2 separate regions of the Mus musculus genome follow, and region 2 is linked to region 1. The links are chromatin contacts, called in public Hi-C maps. All regions are on one chromosome and are shown on one strand. Each heading gives the region's core, a stretch centred on a gene start, on an enhancer-like site or on the middle of the called end of the contact. The rest is flanking DNA. Distances are from core to core; before and after follow the strand shown.

Region 1 (6,241 bases), core at 32-2,531:
ATCTTTCATGCCTTCTAGTCTCTCTCTCTTCCTAGTTAGTCTGGATTATAGGCTCTGGGCTAACCAGGGTTATGGCAAGGTGGCTCTGGCAATCTGTCTTTAAAAAATCCTCTAGGAGGATGCTTTGTAGAAGCAAGATGATAAACACTGAAGAAGCTACCTCGGAAGGAACCAAGGCTGAGGTGGAGTCGGGCATGGAGAGAGAAGTGACCTAGGCTCTGTGCACTGCACAATCACAGGTCATCCTGGGCCCTCAGGAGGGTGCTCCTCCTGGAGCACAGACCCTGCTCGTGAGAAGAACCAGGCTCCTTGGATTTGTGTGATGTAGCAGACCTGATGGAAAGATTCTGGTTATACTTTGAAGGTAGAAATCTGGGACCTTATGGGTTTGCCCTATGTGGGGAGTCATGGTAGTTAAGAGAAGGGAAGAATATCATTAATTACTCCACTTTGATTCGGGTCTTTCTTTGTTCTGGGACAGATGGAATTTGTTAGAATTAATTTATGTCAGTACTAAAAGTATAAAGTGAGCTGCATCAGCTAACAGAGCAGACACTTCTGGCCTTGTGTGTACAACAGTCATTATTTTCCATCTGGCTGTCTAAACAAATGCCATATGAAAAGTGTCCTGGTAGGGTTGAATGTATGGATTCATGTCTGTGAGGTATTTATAAACACACCATGTGAATTCTTGCCCCCCTCTCGCATTTTAATGGCTTCACATTAAATGGTAGGTCATTATACTTTTCTCTGAGACAGTGAAGGGTGATTAACTCCGTCTGGGTTCAACCAGTGTAATTTTAGAGGCTACAAATATTGTTACAAGTCAGGTTAAGGCTTAAAGGTGAGAGCATAGTGAAGCTTGACTGAATGACTTTTACAGCATCTAGTTACTGTACACAAACAAAGACACTCTTGTTTTCTTTCCATTATGAATACAGAGGACAAATGACTAGCTTGTTATATAGAGGAAAAAAATGTGAAAATTAGCTTGAGCTACAATAAACTTCATGCTGTGTGAGCCCATTTACTCGGTATCTCAAATGGAACGTTCTTTTCAGAGCCCTGTTTAGCACTGAGCCGATTTAGAAACTTTAGAGCCCCAAATGCCAAGCCCTCTGTTGAGATAAGAGCAACCCAGCCAATGGCATCAACAGATCTACCACCTTTTACATAGAGAAGCCAATTTACCTCAATAGAACATACTCACACACTCTTCAGGGGGAAATCGCCTTTTCTCTCGCCATTGAGTGTTTTTGATAGATCCAACTCCCTCCCCAGATGCTTTCCATGCGCACTGTCTGTTTTCCTGCTAAGTACTTGGGTAATTTGATATATTCTTTTCCTTTTCCCTGGTTGGCTTCAAATCTTGGAGAGTGGATCTCAGCCAAGGAATGGAGTTTGAAGCATTAAGGTTGTTTATGACCAAGGTATACATAGGAAGGAAAGACTAAATCTGTGTGTGTGTGTGTGTGCGCGCGCGCGTGTGTGCCACAGGTTGGTGTCTAATGTCCTGAATGTTCTCTTACTCTCTTACTAATACAGGACTTCTCACTTGAATACTGAATTTGATGACTGTGGGAGTTTGGATAGCCAGCATGCTCTGGGGATCCCCTGACTCTGCCACAGAGTGCTAGGTTACAAGTGGGAGACCCAACTTGCCTATTATTTACATGATTTCTGGGGATCCAAATACTGGCCCACACACTTATGGACCAAGTCCTATACCCATCTCCCCAGCCCCAAAGCTTCCTTATAAAGTTGAGTTTATCATCTACATTGATCTTAATAACAAATGAGAAAGAAAGTCTGATTCTGTCTAGACTAAGTTTACTTAAATGACTAGACTTTTTGAAGTAAGTTATGTAAACAGAATTGGAATTCAACATTCTAATCATTAAGAAATTCTTACTATCTAACAAACTATGCTCATTTCTTCTTCAATATTATATGTTCATTTTACAGAGGGCGTTCCTTTAATTGAATTGTGGCCCAAATATAACAAGATTTGGTGGGAAAGCATCATTTTGGTTTAGCAGATTTTGATGTAAACTTTAAAGATTTTAGGAGACAGTTTGCTTTCCCTGAAGTAGAATAGATGTGGGTGATGATCGGGAGCCCCATCCCAAAGGGCAAAACAAACAAACAGACCTCCCCAAAACAAACAAATCTCACCAACCCTCAGAGGACCTGCCATGACATTCAAAGTAAATAACTCTCATTTGGGTGAACTGATTCTTTAAACACTGCAGGCTGCTCTGACATCACCCCAGAAGCAAAGGCTCTGAGATGGGCTGAGTAAATTCAGTTCCAAGGTCAGGGCGGAAATGCAAAGGTCAAGGCTTTGCACTTAGCCCTGTGTCAACATCGCCATGCCCTAATAAGTCTAGAAACTGACTTGGCCGAGCTCAGCTACAAATATAAATACATTGCACCCCTGCTGCAGCTTCAATGAAATGATAAGTAAATGCAAGCCTCAAGTCCTTTGCATTGCAGCCCAAATCAACCTGACATTCAAGAACTTTCAAACTATGAGAAGAAAAATGGTTTTTGTTAATGGTGTTTATTTAGGATGCTAGTGTGGTTATTAAATCTTTTTTTTTTTTCTTTAGAAGCGTTCTGTGTGCATGTGTGCGCATGTACACAGGCCCCTCTCCACACACATGCACCTCTGGGAACTGTTATCTTTGTATTCCCCTCTACTAGGCTGTTGCGGAACATGTGGGTGTTGGGAGTTTGCTTTTGAACTGTGTGCCTGGCCTTCAGTTTTCTTGGGTTCAGGGTTTGCTTACTTGGATGGGTGCGGATGGGGGAGGGGGTCCGATAGCCACAGAGACTGTAGAGGAATTGAACAAAGTTCTTGTTCAGGATTGTGAAAGACTGAGGTGCAATACACGTAGCTTTTCTGGCAGTCTGGCAAACTAGAAAGACGTGCGCACTGTCATCTCAGTGCAAGCCTTGGCATGCACACCAGACCTCATTGTGGCTTTTGTTCCTGGTAAAATAGACAAATCTGATTTACTTCAGAAATTTCCTTGAACAAGACTTTGGTTGCTCTGGAAACCCTGGAAGGACACAAAGGTGCTTGGATTGCTTGTCTTAGGCAGGAAGATCTTCCCCTGTGATCACATTGTTATTTGAAGGCCTTGGCTAAGGCGGCCTGAGTCACTTGTGTCTGTCCTAGTCTTGACTTTAATGTTTGAAAGGCAGTTGGCCCAGACTGCAATTCCACAAGGGTCCTGATGTTTGGTTTAATGGCTGCTATGGAGTCTTCAATGTTGTTGTGATATCATAGTAAACCCTTCCTTACTCTGCTTTGAGCAATAAACCAATGTATTATGTTATAGATGAAGACCTCCATCCAAGACGGAGCCTTGTTGTATGTCTAAGCGATTATGAAAATTTATTTTGTACTTGATGAAACATTTTGTCTGATTCAAGAGGAGCTCTTCCCATTCGTCTAATATGACTATAGAGAAAAATGCCACCTCTGGAGTAATGAATGGGCTGGGAAATGATTTGTAGAGATTGGCTGAGATAGACTAGCTTAGCCTGATTGCAGGAGGGGATCACTTCCATCTGAAATGTGTTAGGGGAAGGCAGACATCAGAAAGCTATGAGAAACGCTAGGTAGAAATCGTGCCCACCATTTTCTAAATCCAACATATCAATTTTAACCCTTAGAGTGAACATTACTCAGTTAATTCTACCATTGTCTTTGAGTCTGGAATATTTTCTTGGGAAGCTTGTTTCAATTTTCATATTTCATTTTAGCAGCCAAATATTTTTTTTATTTTCATGGACATGATTTTGTTTTTCTTAAAGTTTTATTTTCATTTATTTCAGCTCATAATACTTTTGATATTATGACTATACCAAAGTTAGATGTGGGTACATCCAACTAGCCCTATTGTAAATTAAAAACATTCTAAGTAGAAGCTGCAGTCCGTCTCCTTAATCTAGTGCATTGTAATGTTGTTCTTGCTTGCTCTCAGGAGTGCTTAGAGGACTTGAGTTCCTGTTCTCTGTTGTTTGGTCGGCATTTGAATTTCATATTGGGTATCACAAGACTAAGAGATGTCTCATGGTTTTCTACCACAGTCAAGTCATTGTAAGTCAGGGACTGTCTGCATCTTCCTAATTATTTATTTATCACTGTTCTTTTTCCTAAGTTTTTCTAGGATGCTCAAACTCGCTCCATTTCTTCTGGTGTCAGTTTGCGGTTTGTTCAAGTTGGTCCTTTCCCGTCTATCCTGTGACTTTTTCTTTCATATATCTGCTAACCCCATAGGAAAATGGAGGAAAATGTATATAAGCCCTCACTCTGAGTTACAATCAGTTCCTCTGTAGAATTCCCATTTGGAGTTCTCTGTTAGATAAACAAATGTGGCACGTTGGTGTTTGGATTAGTAAAGTAGAGAGGAAGCCAACTGTTGGGTTGCCGGATCACTCCAATGAGAGAATGAAGCCCTCCTAAGATTCACCTGGCAGTTTGTTTAAATTCTGGAAAAGGGTCAGCTGCTTGGTTGGTGGTAAATCCCAACTGCCCAAGTTTGCATGCTTTGAGGGGAGATTTGACAAGTAAAAATAATTGCCTTTCCACAGGCCTTCAAAAAAATCTCTTCTCAGTTTCTTCTCACATCCATCTTCCAGATCTCCTGTTGACTTTGGATCTTGATTTCTAAGGCTGTGTCGGTGGGCTTGTGCCTCTTCCAATGCTTCTTAGTGGGCTACAACCTGTACCTCAGCTTAGTTCATGAACAGGTTTCTACTCTTGTTCCTTCCTCCAGAGACCTAATGGTATCTTTTGTTCATCCGTGGTACCTACCTCACGCTTATGGTTTTCTAGTTCAGGACAATGGTTATTCCTTTCGAGCTTCCATTTCAGTAACTTCTTTCTAAGAGGAGCTTCATTCCACATCCTAACCAATTGCTAATAATATATAACTTTGTTAATATTAATATATCTACTTGTGGATTATAACTTATACTGACTAACAGGACTGTAATAGCAAGTTAATATACATTTTTATTAGTGATCAATGAGCCAGACCCTTTAGTAGGAAAAAAATCCTCTTTTAAAGGCAATTAAAATTTAAATTGGATTTTATTATTGATTCATTTTAAAAATGTGTCTGCGCTTTTGTGTGTGCATGTATGCATGTGTGGCAAAGTGTGTATGTGGCAAGGTGCTTGCTTGTGTGAAGGGCAAAGGACAGCTTTGGGGAGTCGGTTCTCTCCTGACAACTGGGTGGGTCCTGAGAATCAAACTCAGGGTTTAGTCTTGAAGGAAAGTGTTTTTACCCTCTGACCCAACTTGCTGGGTCTATAAAAAGCAACTTAAACTGTATTTATTTCAACTCTGTATTTAATGTTTATACTTCCCATGAGCATAGAACTTATAAATAATCATTCAATAAGTATGTTGAAAATTTATTATTATTTCTGTGTTTGTTCTGTGTGATAGCATGCCTAACTCCTTTTGACTTTGACTTATCAACGTATGATGGAAATTGACCTATATGCCAAAATCTGCTTGAGATTCAATCATGCTTATCTGTGTATGGAATTGTGGTAGAACCATGTTCAGGGTATATATTACCAAATAACAAAGACTGAAAGGGTGAGTTTTAAGGTGAGAAATAATCTAGTGTATTAAATAACAATACATATTACTTAGCTGGGAAGAAAAACCAATGTTGGCAGGTAATTCTTTTATTCCCTTATTCTTCTGTGAGAGCTATTGCTGTCATGAATCACTAAGGAGGCATAAAAATGTTTAGCCAACAAACACATGCCTTGCTTTTATGCCCATTGTGGACTATTATTTTGACTTTCTCTAGTTTCTCTTAGGGCTCTGCTAAATTATTTATTGTATCTAGTTGCATTGCAACCACTTGGAAAACAGTAATTTGTATGTTAAATTTAAACAATGGTCCCACCAAAGTGTCTGTTTCTTTTTTTCAAGGCTACATTATTTTTTTTTAAAGTGAATTAGGGGATAATCGACAATAAGGATTAATTTATTCACCAGAAGGTGGACACGGGGCAGCTGTTTCTGTTTCTATAGCCCCTGAGGCTGCTGGAACTCAGAGTTACGTGCTAAAGCAGACAGGGCCATTTTCTTCCTCAAGAAAAAGCTTTATTCCTCTGTTAGAAAGAATTAATGTCTTACTTTTGAAGCTCGGATCCATTTTTTTATATATGATAAATAATAGATGTTATGTTCCTCAGAATTCAA
Region 2 (6,150 bases), core at 2,104-4,603, 240 kb after region 1:
CATGCTTAAGTCTGTCATGTGCTGAAAGGGGGACCCTAGGTCTAACACCCTGGCGAAGCCCTGGGATCATATTTATTTGTTCTAGTCTTTGGAGCTCAGTGTTTCCATACATTTACACAGTATTGCAGATGTGTACCGCCTGTTGTGGGAAGCCAAGAAAATATACGTTCCTAATCTCTATCCAGAAGAAAGCCCACTAGAGAAGCTTTGCTTTGTATGTGCGCAGAATGGGGTCCAGGGCACTAATGATCTGGAACAAATGATTGCTATTCCCTGATTGTTAGTTATCTCATATCCCTCCCCCAAACAGAACAAAACAAAACAGGAGAATGTGTCTTTATTGTGAGTAGGTTGTAAAACTAACGATAAAGCCTGCAGCATTGGACTATATATACACCACAGGTGTTAAAGATGTCATAACTATGATGAACACAGATTGCTACATGGAAATATCAGGCTATTGATTAAACTTGCCACAGACTTGATGAAGAAAGTTTCATGTGCTAACTTGCCTACCCAAAGCCACTAAAAGCATTTTGCACCTAAGACAGTGTTTCATTTTTTTTTTGTTCTTCAGATGTCATTTAAAATTCCCAGACACGAGTCAGAGAACTTAGATGCATTTCTTTGGGGAGATGATCAGAATTGGAATTTGTCTTCCATAGTGTAACATAAGAGTTTGGAATGATATCCAGTTCTGGAATATTAAGCAGGGTCTGAAGAGATGACAGCAGACATCATGAAAAGCCGGTTCATGCAATCGCCCTGGAAAAATACAGATAACATGTTTTCTACATAGATGCTGTGTATTTTAAATGCTAAACTTAGGAAAAAGTCCCAGTCGTCACAGAACGTGTTGATGCATGGAAGACAAGCAAAGAAGGATGGGAAATTGCGTTTATCTCTGGTTGTATTGTCCTTGTTAGGCTTCCCATTGGCTGACATCACTTCCAGCACAACCACCTGGTAGTGGCAGAGTTCCTGGGGTAGGGGTGGGGGTTGTGGGGGATGTGGGGGTCTGGAAGCAACCTAGGACTTACAAAATTCTGATTTCCAACTCCAAGTTCTAACTGTAATTTAGACATAGGTCATGAACAATTGTAGCCCCCTTGATGGTTAAGCCGAGGTCCGGGAGCAATCAGTAGATCCATTATAGCAATCTGTAGTCCCTTGATGCTCTTGGCAGAGCATTTCTCCTTTGTGTTTTCCGTCTCCGCTATGGAACTGAACCACGTATGATTGTAAGAGGATGTCTTTGAAGCCAACCCAAATGGTTTTTTAAATGTTTTTTGAAATAAGTAGCTTTCTCCTTTGTTTGGTTTTCATAGATCAGAATAGAAGTAGACGCCCACGGGAAGTTCTTGTTTTAACTTTTCAGGTAGCATGGTTCATCACTAGCTGGCAAGAGGTGTGCATGGCTAATGCTAACACCTAATGTTAATGTTTGAACTCTTGTTCAGTCTTTGTGTTCCTGAAGGATTACATTCACTAAACATAAATAAGTGATCATTCTTCATAAGTTACACACACACACACACACACACACACACACACACACATAATATATAACATAATGCTTAGAGATATGAGGGTGATTTGTTTTCTCATGTATCCCCAATGACTAAGGCACAGAACTGTCAAGTCAATGAGTTTTGTTTTTTTTCTAGCATCATATTATGTTCAATAAAAGAAAAGGAAATTCGCAGTATGGGTTTGAATTTATACCTCTATTCTCTTTGGCATGATGTTCTGGTTAACTAACTCACCAATTAATTTCAGCTGCTTATTTGCATGTTTTTCCTTATAATTCTTTGATATTCTGAGATGAAAACAGGAGCAGCTAGAGATCAAACTTAACTTCAACCTGCAGTTTTTACAAAATGTGCTTAAACTTGTGTAGGATCTCAGTGAATAGTATTAGATAATCCTGTTGCTCTTTTATATTTGCAAATTTCCTTTTTCTAAAGTCAGTCTGCCCACTGTGTTTCCAAGTCCAAGGATTCCTGCTGCACTCAACTGTGGCTCTCTGTCAGGGTGTAAGAGAATGTTATAAATTAGGCCCGGTCTCTGGAAAAGGCATTATCTTTGCAAAGTATTTGGTGGAGAAGGAAATCCTCACACTCAAGCAAAACTGTAGAGAACAAGGAAGCCCAGCAAGAAGGCAGAGAGAGAGAGAGAGAGAGAGAGAGAGAGAGAGAGAGAGAGCGAGAGAGCGCTTTGCTGTTGGCAAAGTATTTTCAGCTCTTGTCCTTGTAACTCAAAAGAGCCAAGAGTTTGAAAGCGAGCTTTTCTCTTCTCAAATACTATGAACATTTGTCATCTTTATTTCTAGAGTGCAGTCATAATTCCTCCGTAGATTTTTATTTCAGACGGTCGTAGCGGTGGCTATATGTAAATTCAGAATTATAGCCAGATGGCTTGGGGAGGCGATAAAAAGCCAACCAGGTTTTGTGGGAGAGTGAAAATTGCCCATAAGACTTGGCTTTTACCTTTAAAACAGCAGGACATTGTTTCATGAGACCTGTGAAGGAAATAATACATTAAGTTTAGTAGCTGTGGGCTAAATTAATTTTTCATATCCAAGCTGAATACTACCATGTAATCTGCCCAGAATTTTCATAGACGTAAAAGCCAAATCAGCTCCCTTGCTTTTAGGAGATGGCTTGCAAAGGCTACTTTATGACAAAACCGCTCTTTATATTGCTTGGTTTTTTTACGCGATTCACTTTGGGGTTCTAGTCTAAATGGCTTGGGAATCAGACACCTCGGGAATCAGCTAAAAGCTTATGCTGGGTCATCTGCCTGCCATTTCATCAGCTGGCTGCAGTGGCCAGCTGGAGTTTGGAATATTATAAATTAGACGGGAGTTTTCTCCCTTGATTGTTTTAGGGACCATGCTGTAGTGCCCCCCCCCAATGGATTTGCAGCAGAAAATGCCAAATTCAAGTCTTCTATTCTTGTCTTTAAGCCCCCACTTATGCAAGAAAACTAGGTAGACATTAAGAAGTCCATGTTTCTTAATCTTTGCTTTTTTTCTCTTTGTTAAAATAACACTTCATGAATAGGTCCTCTGGTGGTGTGCTCCCATTATAAGGAAAGGTCTTAATTTATCCTTCACAATGAAAAGTATCCTCTCCCTCTAACTTAACTGTGTCTCTGCAGGGTGCCTCCCACTTGCCTGCAATTAGCTGGGCTAGATGTAGTCTGTCATCAAATTATCATAGGTGCACTTCACCAATTTATAAATTGCTCGGAGGAGGAAGAGGCGAAGTTCAGCAAAAGACGGAAGTAGCCGGGGAACTGCAGCTGCCACAGTCCTAGACGGAATTCCTCCCTGGCCTGTGTTCTCAGCTGGCGGCTCCCCAAGCTGTGTGGAGAGCCACGTGCTCCCTCTGGGATAATTGCTTCTTCTGCCTGAGTCTCTTGTTGCTTCTTTCCGATGATCAAGTGTGTTTAAACTCCTGGCTGAAATCATGTTGGTTTTCAGACAGCGTTGTAAAGTGTACCAGCAAACAAACGAAATTGGATCATGTGCTCTTGAATGTCTGTCGCTCAGGCAAATATAGGATAGCCATGAAAAGATCTTAATTGCCCGCTTTCCCCTAATTCAAAGCTGAAGAGAGTCATCTAAAGACTTACACGCTATGTTTCCTTTTCCCCCTTTGAGATGCTTGCCTTCTTATGTCAGGAGATTAAATGGAAAAGGTGATGTGATTGCTTCCAGTTTGCTCTCATATTTCCTGCCCAGTGTGTACGCTGTTGCCTGACCTCTTGTTACCAAGTTAATTCTGTATGTGTGTGCAATTCCCAGGAGCACGCTGTGTCCTTTAACTAGGCTGTGAAAAATGAAAAAGACAATGCTAATGAATTAGTAAAATAAAGAGGGATACTTTTCCCTATCAAGTTTAAGTGTGTGTGTGTGTGTGTGTGTGTGTGTGTGTGTGTGTGTGTATATGTGGGGTGTTTAATAAGGTTGAAATCTGACTGATTTAATTTTTTTCTACCCTACAGCAAGATAAAATATCATTAATATTAGTATTCATCTATTATCTTCTTTTGACTCATCTCAGGGCACAGCTGTTGCCCTTTTGTGTCTGGTCAGGAGTACACCACAACTTTACCTACTAGCCTTTGTGGGCCACATGCAATGGCTCTTAATCAAAAGACCTCAGTGGGAAATACTTTAAACAGTTCATTGTTTCTTCCTCATCTCCATCCATTTCCTCCTTCTCCACCTCGACTCATTCCTGTGTCAAGCTCCCATGTCCAGATTGCAATGGCCATAGGGAGAAATGAAAGAGGTTTGCTGTAGCTTTTTTCATGAGACAGCGGTCAGTAGTGTTAGGAAATCTAGAAAGAGCAGGTTAACTTAAAATCACCTTTGCTAATTCAGAAGACCTGTGATATGGCTGGGTCAAGTTCATTGTTGTATTAATCTAAAGACTTACTATTAGAGATCTTCTTGAGATCTTGTTGTCATAGGCACAGATATGATTTAAAGTCTTATTTTGTATAATTTAATAAGCACATATATGGAGGCGATATACAAATTAATTCTTGAAAGTTAACTTACATCGAAGAGAAATGTTGATGGAATTGTGGCAGTAGTTCTATGTCAGGCCTTTTTGATAGTGAAAATTTATCAAGAATTTGACATTTTTTTAATAATGACCTTGACATGTAAGCTTCAAAGAGGAAAAACAATAATTAGTGTGTTTATTCAGAAATAGAAATTACCTACATATAATAATAAATCATAATTACTAAGCAGATGAGATCATCTTGATTAAAGCTGTTTTTCTTGCACAGTTCAATTAGGGATCTGGATAGTGGGGGAAAGGGCCACAAAAGAACTGTCATGCCTGCCTTCATACTCTGGGACCAGAATTGCCTAAATTTTCTCTCAGTTGGTTCTAAGTTTTTAATTACCATGAGAGATTTTGGAAGACTTATCCAACCCTTCGTCATGTGTATAATAGAATAGTACTGCCATCGCTGTTTTGTTTCTTTTAGAAAGCAACGAACTAGCATTACTATCACTGTTCTTTATCGTTAGGTAGGGTCTCCATATGCTGCCTAGGCTGCCCAGTGACTTTCTGAAGTCATCAGCATCCTTCCTGCTTCTGCCCCTGAAACACTGTGATTACAGATGTGAGCCAAAGCACAGAGCATTATTTTTGAGAAGTTGGCTAGTTCAGGCCTGATGATGATAAGAATCCTTTCATCTGACTTGCCCAACATTAAAGGTTAAAAATACTTTTGTAGACCAATTAAAAGATACAATTTTCTTGTCTCCCTTTCTAAAGACAAAATTTAAACAAGGTATTGGGTGTTATTTAAATTATATTTTGTTGTGTACTATGGACTGGTGCCAGTTTTTAGAGATGAGTTGTTTGTTCTTGTTGAGGGCTGGGGGAGGTGCTGGTGTGGGTGTGTCTCTTCCTTGATGTGCCCGATGAAAGAAGCTCCAGAGACTTTTCTGCAAATTAGGAAAATGGCTCCGCAGGAAAAAATACCTACCAAATCTCAAGACCCGTCTACCATCTTGGATGTGGTTTTTCCAGCCTCAACGCACACAAATGTACACTCACCACATTAGTAGACAAATATATTGAAAAAAAAATCATTAGGAAAATGTCCTTTTCCAGAAAGTCTGGGGACTGTGCATAGCTGGCCATCTAGGTTATGGACATCTCATCGTCACTGGCAGGCCATCGAGGGTATTTCTGTAATTCACAGTGGCTTCTTTCTGGTCTCTGGGTCACGGATCTTGGTAGAATTGACATTACTCTGTTAAGGGATGCCCTTCTACGACGACTTAGACAAAAATCATTGAAGAATGATGCTGTCTCCGGGCAGTGGTGGCACACACCTTTACTCCCAGTGCTTGGGAGGCAGAGGCAGGTAGATTTCTGAGTTCAAAGCTAGCCTGATCTACAGAGTGAGTTCCAGGACAGCCAGGGCTACACAGAGAAACCCTGTCTCAAAAAACTGGGGAAAAAAAAAAAAGAGTGATGCTGTCATTCAAGACTTTTCATCTCAATTACTTTGCAATATACTAAAAACATTAATTCCATGAGTAAGAATCAAGTTTTTAAAAGGAAAAAAAATCACATCCAAGCCTCGGTATATCTTAGCGTTCACGTTAAT

What was found. Hi-C and Micro-C count contacts between places; a contact is called where the count stands out from the background.
Region 2: a Hi-C map of nephron progenitors shows a contact between it and region 1, with 1.9 times the contacts expected there. The contact joins two enhancer-like sites. A contact is called at or near these places in 2 of 484 Hi-C or Micro-C datasets (nephron progenitors and neural progenitor cells), 7 of 115 datasets of contacts at active chromatin or transcription factors (astrocytes, differentiating embryonic stem cells, embryonic basal ganglia and 4 more) and 1 of 9 other capture datasets (embryonic stem cells).

Annotation. Positions count from the first base shown.
Region 1 is chr16:72,685,535-72,691,775 of GRCm38.p6, forward strand. All of the region lies in intron 1 of Robo1 (roundabout guidance receptor 1), which reads left to right. Among named protein-coding and RNA genes, the nearest start is that of Robo1, 26 kb to the left of the region's middle. Within about 2 kb of position 1,282, at least 27 of the 459 cell types and tissues checked have an H3K27ac peak or open chromatin away from gene starts, as enhancers often do. A contact at or near this core is called in embryonic limb bud and nephron progenitors, where this site is marked.
Region 2 is chr16:72,921,263-72,927,412 of GRCm38.p6, forward strand. All of the region lies in intron 3 of Robo1 (roundabout guidance receptor 1), which reads left to right. Among named protein-coding and RNA genes, the nearest start is that of Gm52247, 35 kb to the right of the region's middle. Within about 2 kb of position 3,354, at least 109 of the 459 cell types and tissues checked have an H3K27ac peak or open chromatin away from gene starts, as enhancers often do. A contact at or near this core is called in embryonic limb bud and nephron progenitors, where this site is marked.